Linked DNA regions of Bicyclus anynana: region 2 is linked to region 1. A link is a contact called in public Hi-C data. All regions are on one chromosome and are shown on one strand. Each heading gives the region's core, a stretch centred on a gene start, on an enhancer-like site or on the middle of the called end of the contact. The rest is flanking DNA. Distances are from core to core; before and after follow the strand shown. Region 1 overlaps LOC112049783 (NADP-dependent malic enzyme). Region 2 holds the start of LOC112049783 (NADP-dependent malic enzyme).

What was found. Hi-C and Micro-C count contacts between places; a contact is called where the count stands out from the background.
Region 2: a contact with region 1 is called in a Hi-C map of whole larva, with 1.7 times the contacts expected there. The contact joins the promoter of LOC112049783 here to the enhancer-like site in region 1. A contact is called at or near these places in 2 of 2 Hi-C or Micro-C datasets (whole body and whole larva).

The regions. Positions count from the first base shown.
Region 1 is chr10:3,815,883-3,822,660 of ilBicAnyn1.1, reverse strand. It overlaps LOC112049783 (NADP-dependent malic enzyme), which reads left to right. Exons shown (of 12, transcript XM_024087822.2): 10 at 392-565; 11 at 858-981; 12 at 1,461-3,549. The coding sequence ends at 1,603. LOC112049794 (dual specificity protein kinase CLK2) reads right to left here. Exons shown (of 13, transcript XM_052883910.1): 13 at 4,451-4,764. The coding sequence ends at 4,694. Among protein-coding and RNA genes, the nearest start is that of LOC112049783, 42 kb to the left of the region's middle. Within about 2 kb of position 1,595, at least 6 of the 8 cell types and tissues checked have open chromatin away from gene starts, as enhancers often do.
Region 2 is chr10:3,859,980-3,866,218 of ilBicAnyn1.1, reverse strand. It overlaps LOC112049783 (NADP-dependent malic enzyme), which reads left to right and starts at 4,988. Exons shown (of 12, transcript XM_024087822.2): 1 at 4,988-5,145. The coding sequence starts at 5,099. It overlaps LOC112049772 (translation initiation factor eIF-2B subunit alpha), which reads right to left and starts at 4,055. Exons shown (of 7, transcript XM_024087803.2): 1 at 3,872-4,055; 2 at 3,692-3,793; 3 at 2,715-2,854; 4 at 1,718-1,834; 5 at 1,248-1,360; 6 at 702-846. The coding sequence starts at 3,884.

The DNA of each region.
Region 1 (6,778 bases), core at 346-2,845:
CTAAGTATAAGTTGTCGTACCTAGATACTTCACAAACGTAACATCGCAAAGTTACGTTTTGTCTTGAAGTTTCTCATCCAAAAAATTCAAGGTGTGTAGAAAAAATGTGTTAACGCATTGCCAACTAAGCAAACTGTCTCTCTGACTGGGCCGCCACACAAGATATTTCTGACATCAAACATAGCTTCAGTAGATCTCCACGGTAAAAGTCGGTTTCAAATCCGAGAGGTCTAGATATCTGAACCATTGGCTATAGTTGTACCCACTCCTCGATACTCTAGGACTCTAGGTCTTTTCAGAGTACCTTAAACGAATGGTTAGACATATCTAAGGTTGGATGAAGAATACCTATTATTTCCTAAAAATGATTGACGTAATATATCCGGTGCAGGAGCGCGCGATCTTCGCGTCAGGCTCGCCATTCCCGGACTACCGCACGAAGGACGGGCGCGTGCTGCGGCCCGGACAGGGCAACAACGCGTACATCTTCCCCGGCCTCGCGCTCGGCATCCTGTGCGCCGGCCTCGTCGACATCTCGGAGGACTTTATGCTGCTCGCTGCTGAGGTGAGTTACTAACTACTGGCACTAACGAAATTAATGTAGTGTATGTGAAAAAAAATAATAAATGATCAATGTGACCATTACACAAAAAGGAAAGTCACTGTCTCTCTAACCATGCAATGCCCGAACACATTTCAAGATATGTGGACAAAAGATGACCCACACGATGAAATGACCCGATAGGGAAAATAAATGATGGAAAACCAATGAGACGGTCGGCAACGGCAGATGATATCATTCAGGTAGTGGGAATAGATGAGTTTTGGCAAAATTGTGTAAAATATTTGTGTTTCAGGCTCTCGCTGAAGTGGTGTCGCAAGAGAATCTGGACCACGGCAGCTTGTACCCGCCGCTTGAAGACATTCAGGAGTGTTCGGTCAGAATCGCCAAGAAAGTCATGGAACACGCGTACACTACTGGTAAGAATATAATATTATTATACTTCTTGATACTTTTTTTTATTGGAGTTTACTCCTTAAGAATCAATTTTTTCACATATAGCCCCCGGTATGAAAAAATATGGGCAGTAAAATTCGATGAACCAATGACAGCGTTACGTTTTTTGTGCGCAACCTATTCTGCGCACCTTTCACCGTGCGCTGCGCCTTCAAACGGCCTATTGATCCTCGATTGCGCGCACCTTTCACTTTTCAGGCGTAAGGTATTGAAACGAACATAGTGTATGCTGCGGAGCAACATACACCTATTTAGACAGTCGATCTGAAAGAGTAAACTCCATTCGTGCGTCAGACCTGACACACACATTTTTTAATTTTATGAAAAAAATAAACAACCAGGCTTACTAATCAAACTCTTTTAGACACAATTTAGACCGAGTTAATTGGCAGGCTAAGTTGTTTTCTTTTTTGAGATATATTTTTTTAAATATTTTTTATAGGTAAAGCATCAGTTCAACCACAGCCAATCGATATGGAGGCGTTCATTCGCGCGCAAATGTACGACTCGGTGTACACGCCCGCTCTGCCGCCCGTGTACTCGTGGCCCGACGACTACAGCGGGCCGCAAGTGCACGCCATGTAGACTGCCGCAGTATGAGAACTTATAGCGCCTCCCGTCTATGACATCCTGGTACTTGCGTCCTCATACTCGATCCAAGGTGATAACAAAAATGTTAATTTAAATCAATAAAAAAAAAATTATGTAATTTGGATACAAATACAGATTGTCATGATTATTTTTTTAATATTTTTTTTGTATTTTTTTCTTGTTTTTAAATCCATACATTAAATGAGTAACCTGGGATCATTATGTAGGATGCATATTCGCTGCTGTAACTTAAATATATCCTATTTACTTATTAAAATTGTTGAAAATTTTTGAAAACAAATAAAAAAAAATTAAGCGACAGCAGCGTTTTTTGGGACGTATTAAGCAATATATTTATTAATATTTAATGATGTTACTGTATTTAATCTGTGTACCTATATAAAAGTTACCAAGGCTTAAAGCAGAGTGTCAATATAATCGCGATGAAGCAATAAAAATGTTCATAGTGCATTTCATTTGACTTAAATATCTTTTGATGCTACTGAAAATGTTTGAAGGCAATATTTTTTAGCAAATTTTAATTTTGGATAATTGCCGCGAGTTGTTCAGATGTAAAATACGATAAGCAATTAATATTAAACGAATTAGAAAAGTAATGTAATAAACATTCAAAGACTTGGCAGTAGTGCAATGCCAAGCTGTGACGCCGAATCTATTTTGATTGTGATATGACGTGATATATTTTTTACCTAAGTATTTCTATTCAAGTGTTGTAAATTTTATTTGAATACAAGAATAAATTTATTGCACGTCTACAAATTTTGATATGATGCGACGTGTATGTACGTTTATATTTGTAAGTTAACGGCTATGATGAACAAATAAATTGTGATGTGGGGAAAAATTATATGAGCAATACATAGTCTTATGTATACCTAAGAAATTAATTTATATTATTGACAATTAGGCTACTTGATCTTTGTCTATTTATAAATGAGGATAATACAGTTGAACATTCCAATTTTTAAATTTTAATGTTTCTTTATTTTAGTTAACTATATTAAAGTGTTATAAAGGTTACACAAAAATTTTAGTTTCAGTAATAGGCGATTTTATTTGTCTTGAAAAATTCGTAAAGCATGATGGAAATAGACGTTAAATTGCGCGATTCCAATGCTGTCGTAGAACTCAAAATTATTAATATTTTTTTTTTTTATTCTTTCCCATGGGGAAAAGGCAAAGGTATTACACTGTACAGCCATTCAAAATTATTAATATTATGATCGCTTATAAAATCTGTATTGTAGGACCTTATTCTGTGGTCATCTCTCACGCCCGCGCGCGCCGGCTGCATACATCGGTCCTAAAACAAGTCCAATTTGTGGATTTAGAAGTACTTCTAGGACCAACATGTCAATTTCTAGATTCATACGTTGGACCAGTTGTCATAAGGCCAACGTGTATAGCCGGCGTTATAAAAACGGCGCACAAAGTTAACGATCAAACATGATTGACAAAGTTTCTTGTCAAAACTTGACTATTTTATTAGGTAATGTTTGACAATCTGCAAAAAAATCCGGAGAAGATCAAATTGTTTGACAAACACGTTTGATCGTTCACGGGGAGTGACAACATCAGATCACAAAGTCCAATATTACTTCAGCACATTCATTAATAGTTCTGGTTTGTTTTTTATATGTATATAGTAACTAAAATGTACTATTTATTTGTGAAGAGGTTTTGTGATACGTTGAGGAGTTCAGAGACTAATGCGCAAGTGATTTATTCAGATTTGTTCAATGTTTTTTTAAATTTTTTTATTGTTTCCTAACCAATTTATAAATTGACATTAATTTATTTTGTATTAAATTATTTTCAATGGCGATGAACGTTGTAGGTTTATTTGACAAAAATGTTTGAAATTGACGCAATATTGTTTTAAATTTGTAAAAGGATGAAAATAAAATGTCATTAATGCACATTTGTCTTTTTTATACCCTTCCCAAACGGCAACCTTCCTATTCGTCATCAACCCATATTCGGCTCACTGCTGAGCTCGAGTCTCCTCTCAGAATGAGAGGGGCCAATAGTCCGCCACGCTGGCCCAATGCGGATTGGCAGACTTCACACACGCAGAGAATTAAGATAATTCTCTAGTATGCAGGTTTCCTTCACCGATTGACACGTGATATTTAATTTCTTAAAATGCACTCAACTGAAAAGTTTGAGTTGCATGCCCCGGACCGGATTCGAACCCACACCCTCCGGAATCGGAGGCAGAGGTCATATCCACTGGGCTATCACGGGTAACCCTTCTAAACCTTCCTATACTTCATTGAAAATATGTTAACAAACGCCCCGCATTTTCCGTTCCCATGGGAATACAGGGATAAAAAGTTTTCCAATGCGGGATACAGACCTTCAGTTTTAACTGTACAGTCGAACTGTTATACGTAACGAAAAAATTAAAATGTGTTACCTCTTTTTAATATTTGTTTACAATTTACATAATTAGAAACACAGGAGTTATAAAGATTTTTGAAAGCAGCGTGCATATCCGTTTAGTAGTTCTGGAGATAGGAGATTTATATAGACAGACAAAAATTTTAAAATTAATTCATCCTTTCTGATGAATTTTCGATATTTGAAAAAATTGTACAGCCAAAAGTATTTGCCCTCTTATTACGAGTACAACAATAAAGTATTATTATTATGTACGAGTATAACAATAAAGTAAAGGTCAATAGGAAAATTTGTAACTAAAGTAATATATTTGGTGAAGTTTGTTAACTTTTGCTATTTTCTGTTAAGAATTAAAAGCAATTTTAATAGTTTGACTACAACAAAGGGACTTTGCCGAATGTAAAATGAAAGAAAATATTTTACAGACCAACAGTCTTTATTAAAGATAATTATTTCATTAATCATTACTTTTATAAATACAAATTGAGAAGTACCGTTTCACAACAAAATAAAGCCTATAATTACGCAGTTCAAATTATATCACTTATCACTTCATAACAAATGTACATTGTATGTATAGACGGGCCGGTCCGGCCGGTGCGGTACGGTCAGGGCACGGTCTGCGCACGGTCAGGGCACGGTCAGGCGCGGGCGGGCGCCTCACCTGCTGAGCGAGTGCGAGCGCTCACGCGAGCCCGAGCTCTCACCGTTGCACCGCGCGCGGTCATTGCCTGCAACACAATCGGTTACTGATTAATATCACTGTTATACTTACTGCATAATATTATCATTCCATGAATATACCCTGTATATATATGTCGGGGCTGACCACTCAAGCTACATCTACCACAGAAGTCACTGAAGTCACGGAGCGTAGACAGAGAACCTCAGAACATCCGAACATCCACATCGATCGCACATAGATTAATATTTGAGAAGTTCATAGTTACTCGTATTAATTCATAAACATTTTAAATAGAATAGAATAATTACAATTCAATTCTATTTAAAACTAGCGGACGCCCGCGACTTCGTCCGCGTGAAACTCGATGTAAACTTTCAACTACCTCTACCCTACCCCTACCCTACCCAAAAAGTATATAAAAAAAGTAAAAAGTATCCTATGTCCTTCTCCTGGCTCTAAACTACTTCCCTGCCAATTTTCAGCTAAATCGGTTCAGCCGTTCTAGAGTTATAAGTGGAGTAACTAACACGACTTTCTTTTATATATATATAGATGTTTATGTTGATGTTGATGTTTATGTTGACAGACGTCCTGAGGTTCTCGGTCTACGCTCCGTGACTTCAGAGACTTCTGTGGTAGATATAGCTTGAGAAGTCAGCCCCGACATATAGAATAAGATATATAAAGAAAGATCTACGTATATATATATCTCGCTATTTATCAATAACTATTGGGTATATTTGCTATTCTGTGGTTCTAGATGAATTGCAGGAAAGTTCAATTCAATAAATAATAAGAAGTATGTATAACAATTATTTTCACGCCACATCAGTAAACCTCCATGTTGGCATGATTTATACATTTTCAAGCAGTAAGCCCTTAATTAATTTTTTTTAATCTTAGCTGTTCACTAAACACACTAAAATCCGTTCACAAGTTTCAAGTTAATAACTTCAGACAAACAGACACGGCAGGGGCTTTGCCTTACAATATATAGATTATAGAGCTTAAACAAAATTAATTAACAATAGCAGTAATATAATTATTATTGACATAGGAATAATATATTTCTAGCAATAGTAAATCAAGCCAGCGTACAAGCTGCCTCAACTTCAGCAAATAATTGTGATAATTTGCTAAATAAAAATAAAGGAACACATGAACATGAATCAAACATGACAGTGATATGAACTAAATGATATTATGATTTTTAAATAAACACTATGAATGTGAACTATGAGTGAATTCATGCTAATTTACTTGTCAATGCTTCAAACTTTGTGAGAACAGTGCAATCATTCCAACTTTACGCTGCCTAATAGAACAAAATACGGTCATTACAACTTTTAATTATTTTCAAACAGCCGCGCGTCTAATGCATATAGAGTGGAAAAAATATTCAAAATTACTGAGCAAATATGCCAATAGCAGTAAGTCTAATAAAGGACATCTCGCTTTTAACTTAGTCGAATAGAAAGGAAAGGTTACGCTTTGGCCTATACTCAAACGTATACTAATCAAACAGACATGATTTATTTGTTAATGAAAATTATATAGAAACCGCATAACAGACTCCACGCCAGCGCAGTTTTTTTTTAAATAATGTTAGTGCCTTAGGCTTTAAATGGGACCTCAGCGGCATCACCGGGGTGAACGCAGAAGCATCGCCTGATGGAGCCCGAAGGCTGAAGCAGAATACATGGGCGGGACGACTCTAAGGGCGCCTCCTCTGAGACTCGCACCCCGGCTTAGAGGACCGTTCTGGTAGGGAGATTAGGCGTGATTGTATCAGTTCAGACGCCCCTGAGATTGTGAGTTAAAAAGCACAATATGGTGACAGATCACCCTATCGGTGACCTTGATATTTGACGTCACTTGTGTTGCTTGGGAAGTAGTTTTTGTCATCTTAAGGACGTGTTTTGGACGTCTAATCGTGCGGGGTGTGACAATAGAGGAGTGCGAGAGGGGTGCGAGGCGGATGCACGCTATATTGAAAATGATATGCCTTTGCTGTCTGTTTCTCATTCACTCCCGCCAGTCCTCATACCCTGCACCTGTAC
Region 2 (6,239 bases), core at 3,739-6,238, 40 kb before region 1:
TGTCCTACGAACTGGTAGTCTCTACAAAGTCAGACTTGACATATCAAAAGTGCTCATAAATTAGACCTATTTAAAATGAACGAATTTTGATTTGATTTGATTTAATTTAGAGTTTAGCAACACTTCTCCAATGCAGGTTGGTTTAGGGGGCTTTTAACACCAATTATCAGCAGAATGGATTTAAATCCCCTATAGTTTCACTGTAAAGGAACTAGTCCGCGAGGTCATGGGTCCGGTCCCTTCTCCCTCAACCCTTGTAGTTCTGTGTTAGGCTAATTGGAATGAGATAATCCATATTTCATAGATATGGCAAATTATATTTACAAGAAAAAAAAATGCACACGTTTTTATTACTTCAGTAAAGAGGTGAAAAACAGTCTTACTTTTGCATTTATGATATTGGTCTAAATAGAATATTTGGATTAAGACATTGATGTCTGTCTCATTCATTAGTTCATTACACTAATCTGCCCAACTGCTAAACATATTTCCATGCAATTTTCTCATTTAGTTTAGCTAATTTACAGGCTTCAATGTGATCACAGTAAGAGATTAATGAGCGAAAACACCAATTTTTTTTGTACACACCTGTTGCTTTTGTATATTTAGATTGCTTCAGTTTGATCAGAGATTTATATGCGAAAAAATCAAATGTGTATAAAAACTTAATATAATGTTAATAAAAAACCATTTTTGTTTACCTTATTAATTATCCCACCACTCTCCGTGACCCCTTCCGCGCCCAACATCACAATATCAACTTGCTCCATGATGTAGCCCACCGCCGAGTCCAGTATGAGCGTCGCCTCGATACCGGCCGCTACTAGCTCCTTGTGCATGCGTTCTCTGCAAGATATAATAGCACTTTGAGCACAACTGATGACAGCTTAATAATGTACTAAATGTGCAACATTTCATTTGAACACAGATTTGCACATGTTAAAAGAAATGTTTAATTTTCTTGGATTTTTTTCTGATTGAATAATTGGTGCGGGCTCCATAATCTAAATGGACATCACAGAGTGTTTTGAACAAGCGCAGAAGCATCAACTGGTGTATCTGAAGGCAGAAAAAGAGACCGGCGGAACAACTCTCTGGGTGTCTCAGACAAGGCCTAAGCCTACTCCTGATGTCCCTGTGACCTTGGACTTTTTTTTTTAAAGTAAAGCGACATTCTGCCTCCTAGCTCTCTCTATTTAACTGACCAGAAAAATGCACAAGTAAACAGAAATTGGACTCTCACTTACCCACTGTTGTCTGGACATGACATTGTTACAAACACTTCAAACCGTTTGTTGTCCTCCGCAGCTTCTAACATGGCTTGAAGTACTACTCTCGACCTGGAGTGTGTTAGGATTTTCTATAACAATTAAAAAACGAAATATAATCCAACATTTCTACCTACTTCTGCATCATCATCATTATGATAAACGTTGGCTGATGAGCATATTGGCCTATTTATACCTATTATTGATTAACCTGACCTGACCTAAACAAGGCCTTTTGTCTTATAGATCAGTGAGGAGGGAGGTTAGAGAGAGTTTCGGAGCTTCTACACTGCTCTATTAAATGTGTTTAGCTTAAGAGTGAAAATGTTTAACACTGTAAACAGGATCAATGGGGAATCTGAAAGTTTTAGAAACCATAGGTAATCTGATTTCTGTTAACTTTTATTAGAGAACTTTTCAAAAAGTTGTAAAAAGTAAACTTCACTTACACATCCATCACTAATAAAAGGCAGCGCTTGTTTAGCAACCTTCCCCCGAGCCTCTAAAAGTGTGTCTAGGAAGATCTGTCCTCTCTGCAACATTATCTGTTCACATTCTTCAAATGACTGAAAAAATATGAAAAAAATTATGAATTAATACACACTTTACTGCACATTTAGCTTTAGAAAGAAAGAAAATAAATTTATTCAAATTTAAAAGTTACAAACAGTATCCTTAACTAAAGACAGCATGTCTGTCTGTAACCCTTAAAAAAGAAAGGGTGTACAGCTCAGCATATGCCGTGTACTATATACAAGCATAACACACGGCGCTGATTTTCAGCTGAGACCCGTGTGACGCCACAGCTAACATAACAAAAATAAAAATGAAAATGAAAACAAATTCAAGTGAATTAAATTCAATTAGAAGCAGCAAATATGTTTAAAAATAATAATTAAGTATCAATTAAACTACAGATGTTTACAGAATTTATAATGTGAAGTGTATTTATTTCTTAATGTATAAAATATATATCTAATATCTTATCTCTCTTTATACCTTAGTACTTATAAATTACGAGAATAAGACATGTGATAGCCCAGTGGATATGACCTTTGCCTCAGATTACGGAAGGTGTGGGTTGGAATCCAGTGTGGGGCATGTACTTCCAACTTTTCAGTTGTGTGCATTTTAAGAAATTATCATGTGTCTCAAACGGTGAAGGAAAACATCATGAGGAAACCTGCATACCAGCGAAGTTTCTTAATTCTCCGAGTGTGTGAAGTCTGCCAATCCTCATTGGGCCAGCGTGGTGGACTAATGGCCTAACACCTCTCATTCTGAGAGGAGACTCAAGCTCAGCAGTGAGCCGAATATGGGTATACTTGATTTAAAAAAAAAAAATTTCTTTATTTATTACATAACCAACAAGAATTTACTATTATTATTATTATTATATTGTGACTTTGTTATTATTGCATGCATTTTAAAATCTTCAAGAATTACCTTGTCATCTAACTTGGCAAAGGTAATGAACCTCATGAAGAGTTTGCACCCTGAAGACACAGCAGTAACAGGCTGGTCACAGTGTCTCATGGCATCCACAGCCAATTGGAGATTGAGGTGGAGCTCTCGCACTGTGGTAACTAAGTAACAATTTGAATTGTTAACCCTTGAGCTACCAGGGTATGTAGCCAAGTTACACATCAATTAGCTTTCTACAAAGACTATGGCTTTGGAAACTAAAAAAATATATGAGAATGATCATGTGATATATCAATAATGAATGTTATTTATTAGTTTCAAAACATTAGCCATTGTGGAAAGATACCCATACATTTATTGCTTTTAAAGCTTTTGAGGAAAGAAAGTTGATATGCCATAAAAAATCAGGCAATGTACCCAAGTTGTACAAGGTCTGATTTTTTAATAGGTGCATAAACAGTTTGTCTATCTAGTAGCTCATGAAATAAACTAATAATATAAAACAAAATAGCACATAATATTGTCATTAAATGTTACATAGAAGAAATATTATTAATTCAATATTATTAAATGAATTAAAATTAACAAGAGCTGTATGGTATATCAAATAAGTGAATCAAATAGTAGTAAGTCTCCACAGATGGACTTTTCTTATAATTATTTTTAAATCTTCAAATATCAAGGTGGTGCATGTCACACTCCGTCATTCATAAATCACACATTATACCATTATAGGTACTTTTGGTATAATTAGTGGAATAAGTATACCTTGGTACTTTTCTTAATAGTTTAATTCAACGGAAATTGTAGTAATAGCTAGAAAAGCAGGTGTAATACAATATTTCGCATAATTGCATCATCAAATCAAAGCATTTTAGTAATTTTTTTTTTAATGTTTTTATTTATTGTTTTTTTTTTGTGTGCAATAAAGTATTTCTTCTTCTAATTTCACGAAATTTATGACAGAAGTAAGCACAGTGGTTTATTTATGACTTTACCTTTATACTTTTCTATAACAGTTAGAAGTGTTTTTATCGCAGCCACACCAGCCGAAACGTCTGCCTCTTCCTCAAGGATTTTTAAAAATATTTCTTGCACTTCTGTAATATTCAAATTTAATTAATAAAATATAATAAGTAATAATCAAGTTTTCACATTTCCACTTCAAAATTCCTTACCTTCTTTCTTCATATTGTGAGAATAATCGGGGCCTAAAATAACTGAAATTTGTTTTATGATTCCCTCTTTTAATTATAGTAATTAATTAATTGTTTCATTACTTTATGAATATTTTAAAAATATTTATTCTAATTTATAACCTCCAATTTTTGGTCATTTGTTAACGTCACGCACAGATCACTATAACTAATGTCATACGTCAATGTCATTGTCAATTGTCAAATGTCAATGAGGTTTAGGACTGGAAGCAGAGTTGCCAATACCAAGAATACCAAGAAATACCAAGAAGCGAACAATACCCTGAATCGGGAAAAGACTATATATCCCAATATAGGAAAAAAATATAATAAGGTTCTTTCCAGGGTTGATTTCTCAGGCCGGACTATGAAATATTGGATTTTTGGAGCAATACTTCTATAAGCCCGCTTGACTTAGGGAATAAGCTGGTGAATGCGTTACGAAAAGTGTAATCGGGCGAGGCGAACGGACGATAAGATGGAGAGATAAAGAAGTTTTACTTTAGTCTAAGCACTTATTATTTTTCGCTCAATTAATAGCCGAAACCTTTGCAGTCGCAGGTTGGTGGTGTCACTCCTCCATGCCTCGGAAAGTAAGTTAAGACTAGTCGGTCCCGATCATTTCCATTAAAATTCTGATCTGATAGATGATAGTGATGGTTTCAAAGTCTAACAATATGACACTAAGCCGTACGTAGCGGGTGTTCCAAATCGCCTCTCCCACCTTTTGAGGTCTACCATAAAGGTGGGAGAAACGATTTGGTTTGGGATTAGGTCTGGGTCTGCCAATAAACCTTAGATAGACTGACGATGTCGATCTCTAACCGACTTCATTTATCTTATTTTATAAGTATTTACTGAGTTAATAATCACGCCATCTAGTGTTAAATAGACTCAAAACCGCCTGAAATATTTTTCATGGATCATCGATTAACCGGGTGCTTCAGCGTAAAACAAGTCTGAAATAGTTTTTTTGTATGGATTAGTAATTGGAAGTTCCTACAAAAACTATACCAAGAACATAATAATCAAGGGAAGGGAATTCACGGTCACTGACGATTGCAGGTTTACCTGCGCTCATACCACCTAACTATTACAGTAAATCGTGATGTTGGTACGATAAGACGCGTTAACTTAATTCTTTGTTACCTTGTTTTATAAGTTCATGTTAAGTGTTAAATAAAAAAAACTGTAAGTGAATAAACTAAGATGGGAAATTCCGCTTCCCTGAAACTGAATGATAAGAGAAAATGGCAGTAAGTTATTGAGAGATTATTCTTGATTAATGTAAATCTTTGTTGAATACTTATAATTTTAATTATATATTATTATTTAATGTTGTTTTTATTCATAAGTGAAGTAGTAATCAATTTAATAGTTATATTATTTTATTTTGTTATAAGATAATAATTCATTTTACTTTACCTATTATTTTTTGTTAAAATAAAACAACTCCAATTAAACTCATCAGAACAGCAATAAGAATTTAATTATTATTGTCGCCTTTATAAATCCGAGTTTGACTATGTAATTAAGTAGTAATTCTTTATCTATCTACATTTTGATATTTACAAAAAAAAATATCTACGTATGTTTGTATTTTGTCTTATTATCGCGAAACGCGGCCAACTTACAAGAGCGAAACTAACAGTCACCCGCACCATGCTATCTGAAAAACACTTTAGGTAGGTAAGTCAGGCATTTGCTTACGAAAAGGACAATTTGATGAAGTGGAACCAATGTTGCATGGATATTTCCGTCAATTTGTAGGTAGACCAATTGTACTCGTATGTTAAATAATGCTATAATCTTGAACGATTGATGGACCTATGTTACCTGCTACCTCCAAAACCTACCTACCAGCCTACCATCATACTTCCTACGATAGCCTGACAAATTAGCTTTTTTAAGATTGAAGTTTCAATTTTCAACATCAAAAGCGCCGGACTCACGCCGAGAGGTCCCGGGTTCGAACTCCGCACGCTAAGATGTCGTACCCACTTCTAACACAGTTTTTTCGACTAAGTAATGGGGAGGGACAGGAATATTAGTCATAGCGGACATAGAATTCAGTTTTTCACACGCAGGAACCATGGATTTTTCCGAGAAGAAAAGTAGCCTATGAGTTAATCTAGAGTAAATCTATTTCCATTCCAATCAGCCAAATCGCTTCAGTAGCAGCAGCGCAAAGAAGAAACAAACATATACACGCCTACACACTTACAAACTTTCGCCTTTATAATATTAGTGTGATACCAAAATATGTGCTAAATTAAAAAAAAAGATGGCAAAGATCTGGTCATCACAGGCTTAGACCATAAGCATTCTAGAACACTGCAAACGCTCGACG